Linked DNA regions of Ovis aries: region 2 is linked to region 1. A link is a contact called in public Hi-C data. All regions are on one chromosome and are shown on one strand. Each heading gives the region's core, a stretch centred on a gene start, on an enhancer-like site or on the middle of the called end of the contact. The rest is flanking DNA. Distances are from core to core; before and after follow the strand shown.

Evidence for each region. A called contact is a pair of places that touch in the nucleus more often than the background predicts.
Region 2: a Hi-C map of liver shows a contact between it and region 1, with 5 times the contacts expected there. The contact joins two enhancer-like sites. A contact is called at or near these places in 9 of 16 Hi-C or Micro-C datasets (blood, liver, mesenteric adipose tissue and 4 more).

Annotation. Positions count from the first base shown.
Region 1 is chr17:53,275,422-53,277,985 of ARS-UI_Ramb_v3.0, reverse strand. The region is part of intron 1 of MLXIP (MLX interacting protein); the gene reads left to right. Among named protein-coding and RNA genes, the nearest start is that of MLXIP, 40 kb to the left of the region's middle. Within about 2 kb of position 1,290, at least 26 of the 54 cell types and tissues checked have an H3K27ac peak or open chromatin away from gene starts, as enhancers often do. A contact at or near this core is called in liver and muscle, where this site is marked.
Region 2 is chr17:53,340,422-53,342,985 of ARS-UI_Ramb_v3.0, reverse strand. The region is part of intron 5 of BCL7A (BAF chromatin remodeling complex subunit BCL7A); the gene reads left to right. Among named protein-coding and RNA genes, the nearest start is that of TRNAG-CCC, 6.3 kb to the left of the region's middle. Within about 2 kb of position 1,270, at least 18 of the 54 cell types and tissues checked have an H3K27ac peak or open chromatin away from gene starts, as enhancers often do. A contact at or near this core is called in liver and muscle, where this site is marked.

The sequences.
Region 1 (2,564 bases), core at 41-2,540:
TACAAGCAAATATGGTTGCATGACCAAACGAATGGACTCCACCACTGCCTGGGCCCCACAGCAGTAGACCTTGGAGCCTGTGCCTGCTTTCTTTTGCCGAGAATGCTCTGACCAGGAGTTCAGAGCTCATCTTCCCTAGAACCAGCAGAACCCTAAATCCCCGCCTCAGTTTCATCCTTCCCCGTTCTTAATGCCAGCTCCTGTCTGTGCAAGGCTTGCATTTTAATTTTCATTCCAAAGCAGTCTCTTGCCAGACTGCCAGAGAATTCAGTTTGCCATTCCCCTCAGCAGCAGTTTCGAGAGAGAGTTTGTTGTGCTGTAGACTTCTTGCCCTGTGTCATGAACCTGTCTTCTAAGAAGGACGGCCGTGGTAGGGGGTGTGTGAAGACTTTTCTTTATGGAGAAGTTTAGCTTTCATTTAGTCATTCCATATTTAATCACACCTCCCACATGCCAGGCACTGTGCTCGGATGAGTCAGACCCAGACCCTGGCCTTCCCGGAGTCAGATTGGGAGAGTAAGGGCTGAATCCAGGGTCCCTGTTCTAACCAGGAAGCCCTGGTGTTGGTGTGGGGGGTGATGTTTAAGAAGGCAGGGTTGGGAGGTAAGGCCAGAGGAGGTCTTTTGTTTATTGAGGGCGAAGCCAGTAGTCTCGGAAATATTTTTTTCTTTTTTACATTTTAAAATTTTAGTTGTTTGCGCCAGGCATTAGTCATGGCACGTGGGATCTTTGATCTTCATTGTGGGCATGTGGGATCTAGTTCCCTGACCAGGGATCGAACCTGGGCCCCCTGTATTGGGGGAACAAAGTCTTAGCCGCTGGACTACCAGAGAAGACCTCAGAAATTTTAATAATGTGTTTCTGGTTACACTTTAAAGAAGGAATATGGCAGAACCTTGAGTTAGGCGAAGAAGCATCCCAGCCAACCGTGTCTGGAAGCCAAGTTAAGCTGGGGTGGGGTTGGGGGGAGCAGAAGTCTGACCGTAGGTGCTTTCTGGGAATCCTGCTCTAGGGATCCCTGCCAAGGAGCTGCCTGTTAGAACTCCTTAGAGCAGCCTGTCTTGTACGTCCCGTAGGAAACTAGACTTGGGGTGCCTCCACAGAAAGGGTCCCTGTCCTTGTCTGTGGGTGTCTGCGTGGGGAATGTCTCCTGTCCTCATCAAAGGTTAACAGTGACACCACATCAAAGGCGGGAGCAGCCCTTCCGGTAAGGAGACATCTAGATGTGTGTCCCGCGTTTTTCTAGCACTTTGTGTGCAGTCAGGTTGCCGTGTGTGGGCGAGTGTCCCATCAGCCATCGCCTCTGCTGGCACCCTCTCCAGCTCTCAGGGCGGTTTAGGTTTTAGTTTTGGTTTCAGACTGGCTTGTTCGTGTCAGCTGAGCGCCGCCTGTCGGCTGTTGCGGTATTACAGAAGCCTGGGGTGATGGGGGATAGCCGTTGGACATAAGCAGTGAACATCCCCATGGTCGGAAGAGGCAGGCATCCTGCACTTTAGGGGGAAGAAGATGAGAACCCGAAAGTTACTTTATCAGAGCGGGTTTCTAGCCTCCAGGGTCTGGCCTCTCTCTGACTCTTCCCACCCATTTCATGGTAAGTAATTGAAGATGTTGGTGTCATCCAACCTCTCTAAGGCGCTCTTACGCTCTCATCATCCACTACATCTTACATAACAAAGCAGAAGTAAGGGTGGGTTTATATTTAAGCCCGCTGGTTAGTTTTGTGGGTTTTTAAAAAAATATTCTTTAGGGGTTACCTCTGCTGTGTGTCTTAAGAATGTGGCTGCGTGTGTGTACACTTAATCCTTCTTAAAACACTCTGGAGGCAATGGTGTTATTGTGATTTTACCCAGGAAACTGGCATGTCAGAGGAGTTACGTGGCTATAATAGTTCACTTCTAGTATGCAGTTGCAGCACAGAGACTCAGAAACACCAGGCTGCTGGCTGTGAATGTGGGTGACAGCTGAAGTCGAAGTGCCTTTGGACTGGGGGAGCAGGGGCAGAAAGGCATGTGACTGGCTTAAAGCCCCTGACCCTTTGAGCTGAGGCTGCTGCTGTCTGTCTGACCCTCCAGTTCTCAGAGGACTTGCTGTGATGTTTTCTCTGTGGGGGTCTCAGCCTTCTCTCCTACAGTCCACAGCCTGGCCCGGTGCTGGGTTGGAGGATGGGGTATGAGATTTGCCAAGAGCTTCTGATGAAGAAACCAGGTGCCCAGGTTTGGGGAGCGTTTATTACTTAGGCGCTCTCTTTGAAGACCCCAGCTGTTGTGACTGCTGGCACATCTCTGCTTGTCACATGGCCTCTCTGAGTGGCTTTGGAGAACAGGGCAGGGCTGTGGCCTGCAGTGATGAAGAACTCACAAAACCCCCTTTGGTATGGACCAGAAAGAAGGCCTTGCCCATCTCAGCCATCTGGAGAGGGGAAGCCCTATGCCAGCAGCTCAGAGGTGGCTTCTGGCACAGCCCGTGGAAAACTAAACCATCTGAGCAGTCTGTACCTCCAGGGAGCGTCCCTTGCCTGCCACCAGCTTTGTTGGCAAAGGCCATTTAACTCAGTCAGTGAAGGA
Region 2 (2,564 bases), core at 21-2,520, 65 kb before region 1:
TGTCTTTGAGGAAGAAGAGACTATTCCTTTAGATTTTCTGTGCAAAGGTTATCTGAGTCTGAATTAAATAGCCCACCTGACTCATTCTGGCACTGCCTGGAACATAAGGGGTCTTGACTTTGTGGTCAGATACAATAGGGAAATGGAGACTGGGGCCCTCTGGGAAGCCTCCCTGGAAGAGGTGCTGTCTGACTTGGGCTTAAAGGATGAGCAGAGATAGGAGGGAACCAAGCAATCCAGGCAGAAGGGACCACAGGGCAGTACCTGGGGAGGTCAGGGGAATGTGCCCATGTGCCAGGAGGATCTGAATTAGGAAGCAGATTAAGGTGCCCTAACAGACCACCACTGCTGGGTCTGTTGTGGGGCCTTCTAGAGGTAGTCTGTACCTAGAAGCATCTATGTGAGATGATTACCTCCCGTTTTAGAACACTCTCACTTAACAGTCACCATGGAGATAGTTCCACGTTAAGACATACGGGTCTTTCTTATTCTCTTTACCAGCTTATCATTCAGAGCTGTGACTGTACCATGATGTATTTAAATAGTCTCCGTGTTGATGGGTTATTTGAGTTGTTTCTCCTGCACCGATGGTGCTGAAAGGCATCTTGTACTCATGTCCCTTGGCACCTTTGCTCAGATGTGAATGAGTCTGGAGGATGTGGCCGTGGATGGGGCTATGGGGGCAAAGGGCAGTGGGCATTTACAGTGTAGTGGTCTCCCCCTTTTCCACCCGTGCCATGGGCGGAATGGCTTCCCCCGGAGCAGGGCCTTTCTGCCTGGGCTCTGTAGATTTGTGGGGCCGGGTGATTCTTTGCTGTGGGGGTGTCCTGTGCATGGTGGAGTACTGAGAAACATCCCAGTCACTAGATGCCAGTAGCATCCTCCCCCATTTTAGTGACACCAAAAATGTTTCCAGGTGGGGCAGATGTCCCCTAGGGGAATGGGGGAAAACACCACCACCCGTTGAGAACTCCATCCCAGCGACTTTGGTGCAGCCTTCTCCCGTGTACAGCACTCTCCTCCTCACGGGGCCGCTGCCCGGACCTGGGGAGAGGTGCTGGGACGGGGCCATGAATGCAGGACGGGCTGGTCACATCTGGGCCAACCCGTGCTGGCTGTGTGGCCTCAGGCCGGCAGCATGACCTCCTGTGCACCTTCCTGTTTCCTCAAGACAAATTAAAGTTGCCTGTCGCGTCAGGTCACTGGGAAAGGAGGCTTCAGGTCCCTGGGAAAGGAGGTGGAGCTTGCGGGGTGGGCGGGGCAGAGGGAGGGCGGAGCGATGAGGGGCAGGGCCGGTGTGGCCATATCCCGGCTTTCTGGGCCTGCCCTCGGTTTTCCTGTGTTTCGGGTGTGCGTCTCCTTTCCCAGCGCTCAGCTGCGGGAATTCTGTCGGGTCCACGCTTTCATGGCTGTTGTGTTAGGACCCTGTCACTCCTACCCGCTGCCTCAGGTCCATGGGAACCACATGGGCGTCCCTTCCCGGCCAGGCCAGTCCTCTGGGCCGGCACAGTTGCCCAGCTTTGCCCAGGGGACACACCTACACACTGTCAGGGGCCTTCCCCAGGTGGGGGTCCACTTCCTGCAGGACAGAGCAGGTTGGTCGCCAGCTGTTGACCTTGCTTTGAACTTGTTTACTGCTAAGTGAGTTCAGGGAATGACATAATGTCCAAAGTCCCTGGACTAAATTTAGGCCCTTGGAAAATAATTTCCCCTGGGTGAGTTCCAGTGCCTTGGGCTGAGAGAACCAGGGCGCAGCAGCGGGGCCTGCCTGGAATGCTCGGCCAGCTCCAAGGCCAGTTCCCGCTGTGCTCTTGGGCCAAGCAAGGGGTCAGCGTGACTCCGTGGACCCACACTGTGGGTGACTCGCCACCTTCATGATTTCTAAGCCTGCGTCTGGGCCCCCACCTCCCTCTCCTCTCTGCAAAGCCCACCACGTAGGGCAGAAAGGGCTCTGTCGCGACTTCCCTCCTGGTCCAGTGGCTAAAACTCTGTGCTCCCAGTGCAGGGGGCTGGGGTTTGATCCCTGCTCAGAGAACTAGATCCCACATGCCACAGCTAAGACCTACACCAGCCAAAAAAATAAGTGCTTCTTTTTTTAAAAAAAGAGGTCCGTAGTCAAGAGAGAAGGAGGATAATAGTAACTGCAAAGGTTTGTTAAAGCAAACTTATAATGTGAACTAGAATATAAGGTTAACATGGATTTTTCTTTTATTTAAATTGAGGTGAAATTCCCATAGCATGCAAGGCACCATTTTAAAGCGAGCAATTCAGTACCATTTAGCACATTCATCATGTTGTACAGTCACCACCTCTGTCTAGTTCCAAACAGTTCTCGTCACTCTAACAGGAAACCCTGTGCCCTTCAGCTGTCATTTCCCATTCCTCTATCCCTGGCCTCCACCAGTCTGTGTTTTCTGTCTCTGTGGATTTGTCTTTCCTGGTCCTTTCACAGAAATGGAGTCATGCACCCTGTGTCTTTTGTTGACTGACGTCTGTCACTCAGCATCATGGTGTCACGGTTCATGCACATAGTAGCCTGGGTCAGTGCTTCGTTCCTTTTCGTG